Regions from separate parts of the Mus musculus genome. Here region 1 is linked to region 2. The links are chromatin contacts, called in public ChIA-PET maps. All regions are on one chromosome and are shown on one strand. Each heading gives the region's core, a stretch centred on a gene start, on an enhancer-like site or on the middle of the called end of the contact. The rest is flanking DNA. Distances are from core to core; before and after follow the strand shown. Region 1 holds the start of Abcb4 (ATP-binding cassette, sub-family B (MDR/TAP), member 4). Region 2 overlaps Abcb1a (ATP-binding cassette, sub-family B (MDR/TAP), member 1A).

Evidence for each region. ChIA-PET counts read pairs in DNA pulled down with a chosen protein or histone mark.
Region 1: a contact with region 2 is called in an RNA polymerase II ChIA-PET map of effector CD8 T cells, with 10 read pairs. The contact joins the promoter of Abcb4 here to the enhancer-like site in region 2. A contact is called at or near these places in 4 of 39 promoter capture datasets (the 3T3-L1 cell line, the C10 cell line and pre-B cells), 3 of 115 datasets of contacts at active chromatin or transcription factors (effector CD8 T cells, embryonic stem cells and memory CD8 T cells) and 1 of 9 other capture datasets (adipose tissue).

The regions. Positions count from the first base shown.
Region 1 is chr5:8,888,835-8,895,003 of GRCm38.p6, reverse strand. Abcb4 (ATP-binding cassette, sub-family B (MDR/TAP), member 4) reads right to left here and starts at 1,283. Exons shown (of 28, transcript NM_008830.2): 1 at 1,097-1,283; 2 at 840-916. The coding sequence starts at 910.
Region 2 is chr5:8,667,094-8,672,688 of GRCm38.p6, reverse strand. The region is part of intron 5 of Abcb1a (ATP-binding cassette, sub-family B (MDR/TAP), member 1A); the gene reads right to left. Among named protein-coding and RNA genes, the nearest start is that of Gm31157, 26 kb to the left of the region's middle. Within about 2 kb of position 2,893, at least 34 of the 459 cell types and tissues checked have an H3K27ac peak or open chromatin away from gene starts, as enhancers often do. A contact at or near this core is called in effector CD8 T cells and memory CD8 T cells, where this site is marked.

The sequences.
Region 1 (6,169 bases), core at 34-2,533, 220 kb before region 2:
GTCAGTTGGCTAATCAGGCCCCTTGCAGCTTGAGAACCAACTACAGAAGCTGATAAATTTTCTCCCTCTAGAAGACAACTTCATGACACATGTCAGTTTGTTCCGGGTGGCCTAGCATGAACTCAGAGACTGTAATAGCCTCATAAACTATTTGAAGCTGAGGGTAAAAATGATTCACTGTCCCCACAGCGAAAGAGGAAACACGCACACACTTGCCTAGGCCCTTCTGCCTGACAGAAAGCCGTATGTGTGCTTCACTGTGGCTGGGGGAGAACGAGAGTCAGGGAGAAAGACAGACCCACTGGCAGGGGAAGCGTCGAGGTTCACCCTCTTGCAACTGGGGGAAAAAAACTGATTTCGAAGCAGAAGTTAGTGAAGAATGAGGTTGTTCTCCATGTCACCCCCTAGAGAGGAGAAATAGGGCAAACAGTCTACAGATGGGAGAAGGGGAAGACGAGGCAAAGAAGAGAAACACAGGAAGAGGGGGGCCTTGCTTCGCTACCCTTGTTCAGAAGTACAGCCATCAATAGCAGGTGTCTGAAGTTCTACCAACTCGAGTAGCCAGATGATGGCTAAAAAGAGTGAAACGTTTACTTTATAAAAATACAGTGAATGTTACACAACGCCAATATTCATCAAATCACCCGTGTCCAGGGGAGGGGGGCGCTTTTGAAGACAGCCTCTTCTCTCTGAACCTGTTCCAAAAGGAGCCTGGGAGACAGTCCTCAAGAACACTTAAAGACTTCATCCCAAAGGCCGGAGGCATCAACCGGTTCTCACAACTTCTTTTCAGGACTCCGCTATAACGGAAAAGCCAGTGACTCTGCGGTCCTGTATACCTGATGCTGCCTAGTTCAAAGTCGCCGTCCAGGCGCCGTGCTGTTCCGTTTCTCGCTGCCTCAAGATCCATCTCAGCCTGGGGAGAAACCACAGCCTCAGGTCCAAGTGCACCCGGCTCAGCTGCCTGGAGAGGGGGACCTCCAGGCTCCGCGCAGAGCCGGCGCAGAGCCGGGGGCACTGGTGGCAGCCGCTCCCCGGCAGGTCCCACCGCAACTGCCTTCCCTCGGTCCCTTTCTCCCGCCGCGTCCTCCCTCACCTGAACTTCACGCGCGTGTTGGCCGCAGCGGGTGGCGCGCAGACCTGGACTTTGCTCGCCGCGGCTCGTCCCCGCCTCCCACACGCACCCGGCGCCGGCGACGCCTCCCGCTGCGGCGGGGGCGAGGGCCCGGGCCCGCAGGAGAGCTCCCGCAAGCCCCGCAGGCTCTGCAGGCCCCAGCGCCACCAGCGTGTCGCCCTCGCCGCCAGGGGCGCGCGTCTCCGCGGCCGCCCACCCGGGCGAGCTGCCAGCAGCCCGCAACGCAGCACCAGCTGCAGCCGATAAGCCTGCTCGATGCCTCCTCTGGCAGGCTACGGGCCCCTAAAAGTGACTGCCACACCTCCCCCATGCTGAGTTTTCTTTTAGAACACACTGGGGAAGTAATTTCCACCAGTTCAACAACCAGGCGCTCTGAGATCCCAATAGGAAGTTAAGTAGCGAGGTCGCCACTTATGCATCCTCGGCTCGAGTCTATATGGCACCAAATTGCAACTAACACCCCAGATGCTGAAGATTAAGCAGGTCCAGCCCAGAATCGTCAGCTTAAACTCCTTGGAGATGAGGAATATCGCTGGTGTCCCACACGGGGGAGGGCACATAGAGACACAGAACTTGGGGGCTGAAAAGGATTCCCCTATTAAAAGCACACACTTAAAAAATATTATTCATTTTACATCCTGATCTCTGCCCCCTCTCTCGGTACCCGCCTCACACAGTCTCTTCCCCAATCCCCCTTACCCTGTCTTGTCAAGTCTCTGCAGGAATAGGTGAATCCTCTCCCACTGAGACCAGACAAGGCAGCTAGCTTCCAAGCTTCACAATTTGAATTTGATCTCTGCTACAGACATAGTGGAAGGAGACAATGGTCTCTCAAATTGTTCTCTGATTTTCATACATGCATCATGGAACATGTGCACTCCTATACATCAAACCACGTGCAGAAAATAAATAAAATGAGAGAAAAAAGCACGTACTTTTGGTTTGGTTTTCACAAAAGTGAAGACATCGGTGTTCAGAGAAGCTAAGTAACATCTCCATTCCCAACGCTGCATCTTTCAGACTGGCACCGATGCAAAGCCTATTGACTGTGGCTGTTCTGATTTCCTACTCTAATCCCTCCATGCCAAATCGTCTTACTCTTAGGGCCTATGTGAATATGGCTTCCTTGTGAGTTCTCATCGATTTCTCCACTCTTCCCAAAACGAAGGCGCTAAATCAGATAATAAAGCGACACCTTCTGAGCTTCAAGCAAGCAAGTTTCATACTTAAGAGCTTCACAGGTCAGTGTGTGGCTGTGGGCACTGCTTATTTCTCTGGGCTTCAGTTTCTTAAGAGTCTGTCTTCCTTATTAGGTTACTGTGAAAGTACTTAGTGTTGCTTTTAAAACATAGCACCTGTATAATATGTGGCTTGCTTTTCTCCTAGTCCAGTGGCTGAATTTGCGGCTGAGCCTTGTTCTGTGTGGCATTTGCACAATAGCTGTCTAACTGCTTTCCAGACAACCTTAAAGTATGAAGAGTAGAAGAGTTGTCACACAGACCCTGAAGGCAGCTCTGCTCTGCCGTTTACCGGTGCTCTGGCTTTGGATGGGTTATTTAAATCTCAATTCAGTCTCAACATCCATTAAAATAGGGGATCTAGTAAGGTTGGAAACAATGAGTATAAAGTGTCCTCCACACTTACTAAATGACAACTACTGTCATGGTTAAAAGCTTAGAAGAGATGGGCGGGAGAGTAGGGAAGAGCGTGCAGATACATCCAGCTGAGTGTCCTGGGCATCTCCATCTGGCTCTTCACATAGGGGGAGCTGATTGCAACTATGAGATAGACATGAATGTAGTTACATATTTGGGCTCAATTTCCAGTCTACCCCAACCACAAGAAGTTGTCTTGATGGAACAGAAGGCCTTTCCTTCACCAGTTTACCAGGTGTTCAGATTATTATTGTATGGTATCCCGAGGCTAAAGCAACTACGGAGGTGAAAGCAGTTAGAATTGCTAAGTTCAAGAGGGGAGTTTTAGGTAACTGGGGGACATTACAGAATTCAGTAGTGTCTAAGGGATGACATATGCCTGCCAATCTCTAATATAAGACAGCCTGAGGGAGTGGAATCAAGACTCATGAAGGAATGAGAAGAGTCTGAATTAAACATAAATGAACAAAAACCTGGAAGGAGTGAAGTGGGTTACTTTTTCTGACTGTCTGATCCAACCCACAAGGTTGTCCTTGCAAGAGGTTCTCTGCATGAGCACAAAAGTTAGAGGTAGGCCCACAGTGTCTACAGGGAAGGAGAGGTCACATCTCCATAGCTACACTTATATATTTGCCCAAGATGAAAAGCTGTACCATCTAAAATCCCAGTAGCACTATTATAGAAAAAAATTAAAACTATTTAAAATATACCTTGAAGAGTCCTTTTTATTCCATTTTGTCTCCACTCAGAAACTAGGCCATAAACAATTTGCTATCAATCCTGCAGCTGATCTGCCTGTCTGAGTTTCTCTGAGGCTAGAAGCTGCAGTTTAGTACCTCATAGTAAAAACTGTGGGAGGCTAGGTAAAGAAGCCTTTTGTTCTATCTCTGCAAGAGACTCTCAGCTTTGAGTTAAAGTCTAGGGAAGAAAACTGGAGGGAGACCTGTCTCTGCTCTCAGCACTGTACAACAACTTAAGAGATTGTATTCACCACAGGGCCCCCAATGAAGGAGCTAGAGAAAGTACCCAAGGAGCTAAAGGGATCTGCAACCCTATAGGAGGAGGAACAATATGAACTAACCAGTACCCCCCACCCCCAAGCTTGTGTCTCTAGTTGCATATGTAGGAGAGAATGGCATAGTTGGCCATCAATAGGAGGAAAAGCCTTGGTCTTATGAAGATCATATGCCCCAGTACAGGGGAATTCCAGGGCCAGGAAGCAGGAGTGGGTGGGTTGAGGAGCAGGGCTGGGGGAAGGTATAGGAGACTTTCAGAGAGGAAACTAGGAAAGGAGATAGCATTTTAAATGTAAATAAAGAGAATATCTAATAAAAAATTTTTAAAGTAAAACTAAAAAACAAATTAAAAATAAAATAATAAAATAAAAAATAAAGAGACTGTGTTCACATGGTAAAAAGTTAATTACAAGTTTGCACATACATTTAGGTCATAAATTGAAAAAGAGATTTATAACAGAGAATTCATATATGAATATACCCTAGAATTAATTATCTGGCTGAACATTCATCATTTGTTACTAGCTTACAGATTCATGGAGAGTTAAAAAACATAACTAAGTTTTCCTTGTAGTTTTGTATAGATAAACTCAGTCACTATTTTATCTCATGTCTTTGCACCTGTGGTGTATATCTTTAGCTCCTTTTTTTATTGGATATTTTCTTTATTTACATTTCAAATGTTATACCCTTTCCCAGTTTCCCCTCTCAAGCCCCCATCCTCTCCCCACCCCACCCCCTGATTCTATGAGGGTGTTCCCCTCACCCACCCACTCACTCCTGCCTCACCGCCCTAGCATTCCCCTATACCGGGGCATCAAGCCTTCACAGGACCAAGGGCCACTCCTCCCATTGATGCCCTACAAGGCCATCCTCTGCTACATATGTGGCTAGAACCATGGGTCCTACCATGCCTACAGACATACCTTATGTAGGCATTTTCTCAAATTAGAGTTCTTCTTCCCAAATGATTCTAGCTTGTGTCAAGTTGAAAAAAGAAACCAACCTAAAATAATGCCCATCAACAGAAAAATAGATAAGAAAAACACTGTACATGTACAGAATGTAATATTACTCATCTATAAAGAAAAATGAAATTTGCAAATAAACAGAACTAGAAAAACTAAGACAGGAAACTAAGACCTAGAAAGACCAATACTACATGTTCTTACTCATACGTAGATCCTAGCTTCAGATCTTTGGTTTGTATTTTTAACCTGGAATCTAAGTATAAGCAAGTGTAGAATGGGACTTTTGGAGTCATGTCAAGAGAGGTGGAATACTGGGAGCCAAAAGACTTAACCAAGGAAGGTCATGGTGTGTTTTGGGGAAAATCTAGGAATAAAACAGGGGTGGGTAGCTACTTCAAAGGAAAGGAATATGATAAGCCATATAGAAGCCATATCATGATTGGTTAGCCAGAATCAAAGGTCTATGAAAGTCTTATAGAAACCCATTACTTAAAAATTTCAAAATAAAGTTTCTATAAAGAGTTCAAGGAATAACATTCATGGATTGAGAATGTTACTCCCAGAATAGGGGTTATTAGGTGAAAATCACATGATAAGTCAAAGGATAAAAGGATATCTCCTATGAGTTATTGGCCAGGGATGTCCCAGAGGTAAACAAAACAAAACAAAACAAAACAACAACAACAACAACAAAAACCCAGGAAACAAACAAAAAAAAAAAAACCAAAAACCAAAAAACAAAACTAGTGTCCTTGATTGCCCTTGGTTATTGTGATGGTTTGAATATTAGGAGATGTGGCCTGGTTGGAGGAGATATGGCCTTGTTGGAGGAAGAGTGTCACTGTGTAGGTGGGCCTTGGAGGGTTTCTAGTGCTCAAGCTCCACTCAGTGCAGAAGAGATCCTCCTCCTGGCTGCCTTTGCATCAAGATGTAGAACTCTTGCCTCTTCCAGCACCAAGTCAGCCTGCATGCTTCCCACCATTATTATAATGGACTGAATCTCTGAACCTGTAAGTTGGCATCAACTAAATGTTTACCTTTATAAAAGTTGCCTTGGTCATGGTGTCTCTTAATAGCAAAGGAAATCCTAAGACAGTCATTTACCACAACTATATTGTAAGACCCTACTGATGAAGATATCACATACTTTGGTTTCAGGAAATAGAGAAATCAATCTCAAATCTTTCTGGAAATGCTCTCCTTGCTGGCTAGTTCTTACAGTGTCAGAGGTGCTATGCAGGCTGCTAGGAGAGAAAAGAAATAGATGGTCCTACCTAGCATTGGATCCTGTGTGCTACAACACAGACTTGATGGGCAAGATGTGCTCACTGGTGCGATAGTGGCTTGACTGTTTTGGAGAACTGTTTTCAGGTTGAATTTGAGGCCTGTTAC
Region 2 (5,595 bases), core at 1,644-4,143:
CCTGGTTTTGAAGGAAGACAAGTGTTCAGAAGCAAGGTGGAAGACATCCTAGCCAGGAGGAAAAGCAAGCAGAAGCAAGAAAGATCCAAATGGACTTTGAGAAGACGCAAGTTTCACAAGTTAGAGTTTTGATACATGAAAGCACAAAAATAAAGTATATTAACTACCAATAGGTACTGTCCATGGAGATGGGAAAACTGGAAGAGTCGGGTGCTTGAAAGGATGAAGAGCACAGAAGTCTCTTGAGTGTTTGCACTTTTGTACAGGAAGTGCCACCCAGGATGTTAGAAACTCAACATCCGTTTTATAGCGGCAGTCATGGGAATGGATTAGATCATAAAAAGTGAGTAAAGAAGTGTGTGGAGTAAAGCCAAATCTGGACACAACGCAGCAAGGATAGAATGTTGACTTTTCTAGACCTTGAGATAAAAGAGGACGAGAAAAAGTAACTAACAGGTTGTGGTGCAAGGCCAATGAGGCCATTTCATTCACAATGTTCTATGCCCACAGGTAAGCCAGGCAAAGAGTCAGATGGTAGAAACATAGGAAGTAAGCTGGGATAATCGCCTACAAAATAAAGGAAGTAATTATTTCAGTAACCTGGGAAAGGGTATCATCTGTAGGAAACAAAACTAGGAAGTGAAGCAATATGGTCTCACAATGCCCTGTAACTCCTTTTCACTGCTAGGGAATGGTATAGAAAGTTGTCATTGTCTTAAACAAGTGATCAAAGAACACCATAAATAAATGGGGAAATACCATGACATTTGCTGTTTTTAGAGGTTTGTTGTTTGTTTGTTTGTTGTTGTTTCTTTACTAAAAGTGTTTCATCTAAATGCAATAAAACATTTAGATGTAACTTCTACATATAAAAGGCTAGGCATGGAACACTAAATGTAATGATGTTCCAAGGAAATGGCATAACCGGAGTATCAGGTAGAACATTCTTGTCCATTTCTTTCAGACCATTCTAAAGAGAAATCAATGAACACTCTTCCCAGTTGTCTTATTTTAAACCAACCAACTGCAAAACACAATTTTTTAGATAATTTGGGAAATTGAATGTAAAAAATATAATATTAAGAAAATGTCTTGATAAATAGGGTAAATATATTTTATAGGAAATGTTTTACAGAAAAGCCTTTGAAATTAATAAAGTGACATGGCTATATATAAAATACCTTGAAACTTGTAGATGTAGCTGAAACATGACATGGTAACATGTTAGTAATTATTAGCCATACATGATGTATTTATGAGTGTTGTTTTCTATTCTTTCTTGTTTGAGATTTTACATAGTAAAACTTGGCAAAGAGAAGATGGTTTCCAAAACAGAGAGAAGTATTTCTATTCATCTCAGACAGGAATGAGCGAAGAATGAACACAGATATTGATATATTTCTAGCAACAGAGATAGAAAGAGGAGTTGGCTTTCTCATTTCTTTGTGACCTTGTGAAAGAAAGGATGAGATTTGAGGAAAGTGGTCACATAACAGTGAGCAGGATGAAAGTGGACACCAAATGACTCAACTTTATAATTTATTAGGAAAGAGGCTGGTGTGGCCAAGTAGAGGGTCTCTCAGGGAACATTACAAAAGATGGGGCAGAAGAGCCAGAGGACCAAGAAGTCTGTTGTGAGAATGTGCCTCCTAGAAATTACAGGGAACTTTTACTCATGATATCTCAATAAGACTTGTCTACACAAAACCTGAAGAAGGGCAACACTAATAGACATGCTAAACTGGATGTGGGGGAGGGGGGTCTCATTGAGCCTCACCCCCAGAAAACAGAACTACAGACAACCAAGAACTGCTGAGAGAGGGAGAATTAGTCTCCTCAAGGATGAGCCCCTGATGGGTTAGCTAACACCAAGCAGTCAGTCCTGAAATGATACGCATACAAACAAGGCTACATGGATGCAGCAGGTTGTGTTTATATGTTGATGCATATATAAGTAAAAAGAGGCCAGGAACTTGGAAGAGGGTGGCTTATAGAACTAGAAAGAGAATGGGAGAGATGATGTAATTTATTATTACTAAAAAAAATTGAGCCTCAGTTTTGGTATTTATAAAATGTTTTAAAAAAATCAACACAGCTGTTACAAAGATTACAAAGCAATGCAGAAAACTTTTATCAAGAAGGTAGTATGAAACATGAAATATCCATTACTATTATTGGTTTGCAAACATAACTAAGAATTTTCAGACTCTCATAGTCAAAGAAGAAGAAGGCAAAGTTGTAACAACATATCAGGTACAGCATAAGACTGTATAAGCATATAACTTAACTAGTTATAGTTGAAGGCCTTTAACATAAAAGGAAATGGAAACTATTTGGTTAGAGACTGGTAGAAAGGACAGAGAAAGTAAACCAAGAACACAGAACGAAACAAACTGGTATTGAAAGCTAAAGGTGAATCGTGCCAGGGAAGAAGTGGAAAGTACAGGCAGAAAAGCCCTTTAGATAATATTCATGGCATGAATAGAAATATGACTTCACTAGAGCCACTGAGTTAGAGAATTCATTCACTCATTCAACATTTTAAGTTTGTTTAAAGAGCTAATGAGATTCATGTTTGGCTCTAAGTACTGGCAATGATGGTGGGTAACACAGGCTACCTGTCCTTAGAATGCTTAGAGTGCATGCAGTTGGGAATAGGAATGGATATGGTCACTATCCACCCAGTGTCTAGGAACCTACTAAGGCTCTGAGCACTCTTCTAGACTCCTGAGGAACAACAGTGAGCAAAACATTAAAACACTCCACTCTTGTGAGCACACATTCAGGAAAAAGAGAAACATCAGCAGTGGGGAAGCGGCTAAGCAGTTACAGGATATAACTTCAGGTGACTGATAGGGCCAGTGGGTTTAGACAGGCAGGTCAGGGAACATCTTTCTGAGATGAAACCTCAGTAACAGGAAGGATGCAGCTTTTGTTGTGGGGATCTCTAAGTCATGCATTCAAGTAGAAAGCATACATGCAAAGATGCTTAAGTAGACACAAGCTTGGTATATATTAAAGAACAAACACTATAATAAGAATGGGAGCAGATGTCTGTAATTAGATCATAAATAAGAGAGTCATACCATAAATGGTATGCATATAAGAAACAGCTTAGTTTTTACTCCAAAGTTTCCCTTAAGTAAAAAGGAAACGCATTAGAACCCTTAAGTAGAGAAGAAAAGCAGTACAGCACTCGAAGGACTGGACTGAAGTGAACTCGTGTGACTCTGACAGGTTGGCCTTGGGAAGTATGAAGCTGGAGTGGCTGCTAGAATAAAATAAAGCCTTGCCAGGAACGAGAGGCAAAGGAATGTCACTCCTAACATGTGCACAGTCTGGCCCTGGGACACTGTCTGTGAATGTGCTTTCTTACATTGTCTGACATGGTAAACAGGACTGCAGATGTTAGGAATCTGGGAAAGATTACCCTGGGACATTCAGATAAACCCACTGTAATCATAAAGATGCTTCTAAGAGGCAGGTAGGTGCTCAGAGACTATGGTGATACCAAGGAGGGGACATGGGAATGTAAGAGCCCCTAGAAGCTCAAAATGGGGAGGAAACAGATTCTTACCAAGAACCTCCAGAATGAATGCAATCTTCCTGACACACTGACTTTAGTTTACCCAAGAACTGGAAGAGCATAAATTTGTGTTGTCTTAAATCTATCTCGTGGCATTTTCTTCTTAAATCTACCTAATGGCATTTTCTACAGCAACACTATAGAATAAATGCACAGAGTCAAAAAGAGTGATAATAAAAAGAGCTAGCTTTCTTTAGAAGGAATCAGAAGCTATAACTGAAACTGATACATCTGAGTTCATGACTTCATGGACAGAGCCATCTTAGGAGAAGAGGACCATGGTGTAAGTATAATTGGCAAAGGCAGAGTATGGGTGGGGATGTTATAATTGAGTCAAAGAAAACAGTCTGGTCTGATACAGCTACTAAAATAGAAGGATGACTGGGGCATAGGTAAATGAAGCTGAGCAAGGAGGAGTAAGTAAGGGATATCATTGTGAATGGATAGAAAGAGTGCTTGGCATGAGGATCAAACACATTTCAAAAACATCTGTAAAGAAGCAGATGAATACCAGCTTTGTCAGTGATTCAGGGGATACAGGATTGAGAAACTCCTAAAGGGGAAAGGTGACACCAGAAGACAAAGAGGTGGGAGGAAAACCACACTGTAGTATCACAGAAACAATGCAGTGGCCATGACAAGGGCAGCTTCGAAGTCAGGCAGAGTTTTCAGATATCCACAGAGCTGAGTAAGTGATAGGGATAGAAACCAAATTCCAAAACATTCAAGCTAATTGGCAGCAAAGATTTAAGAGACTTGCCAATGGGCCAAACTCCATTCAGAAAGACTGGGGAAATGGAAGAAAAGGAGTGACCGTAGCTGTGTAGAGAAGAGGTGGGAACCAAAGTTCAAAGTTCAAGTGAATGATGTGATGTAAGAACTGGGCCAGGTGTGGTGGTACACAACTATAATCACATTACTTCTACTAAGCTAGAAAGAATATGCTCGTTTCAAGGCAGCATGGACTATACAGTAAGACTTTAAAGAAACAAACACCTCACTAACACTGGGTGTCTCTACCGTGAAGAACAGGAGGGAACAGATCCAAGTTCGGGTAGGTTTGTAAGATTATCACTGTTATAAAGGTCAAGGAGTGGTTGTTCATATAACAATAAAAGTCACAGGGTGAGTAAGAAGATCAGGAGTGGGAAGAAGACACTAAGCCAGGCGGCAAAGTCTTCAATGGCCAGATGGTCGTAAGATAACAGCATTAACAAAGAACTCTTCAGCTTCAGAGAGGTTACATTTTAACCAACCGTATGCTATCACAAACGATTACAGTTTTAAAAAGAAATAGTCTACTCATGTATCTAGGGAAAAGTTGTACCTTCCAGTACAATAGGTATGTGACTGTGAATTGTAGAACATTACATAACTTCTTAGTGTGCATTCTGCCCAGCTATGATAAGAGGATAAGAGGACTTCAAACATCAGACAATGCATGTAAGGTCCTGACCAAGGACTGGTTCCTGACTCTGAGTGCTGCCATGCATTTAGAATGATGATGGCTAATATGGTGCATAGTGTAGACAGCTCAGGGTTAAATCTGCCACAAAATGCTAACAGGGTGTGTGAACTTTGAGGAGCTCATTTTAAAGGAATCACAAACAACTTGGCACTTCTTCTTTTACTTCCACCTGTCCAGTTTCCCCTACTTCATTTCAAGTTTATTCTACATTTGTGTTTCTAACTAAAATGAGGCCTGACATAAAAAGAAAACTGGTATAAAAATGTGCATGAGTTGTTTGCTTTGTAGCCATTCCCTCAAGACAGCTAAGGTTCCCTAGTAAACATAAGTGAACTTTGGGAGCAGAAAGAGCCCAGAAATGTTTAGAGAAAACCACTTAGATATTTGGTATCTAGCATGTGAATCTGGGAAGGATCCATCATTGTAAATGGTAAATGTGGCCATTTTGCAGTATGAATTATGCTAAGTGAATAAATCTACAATTTTGTTACATGCTATGTAGGAAGTTCCTTAATGATCAGCTCAGAGTGAGAACCTTGGC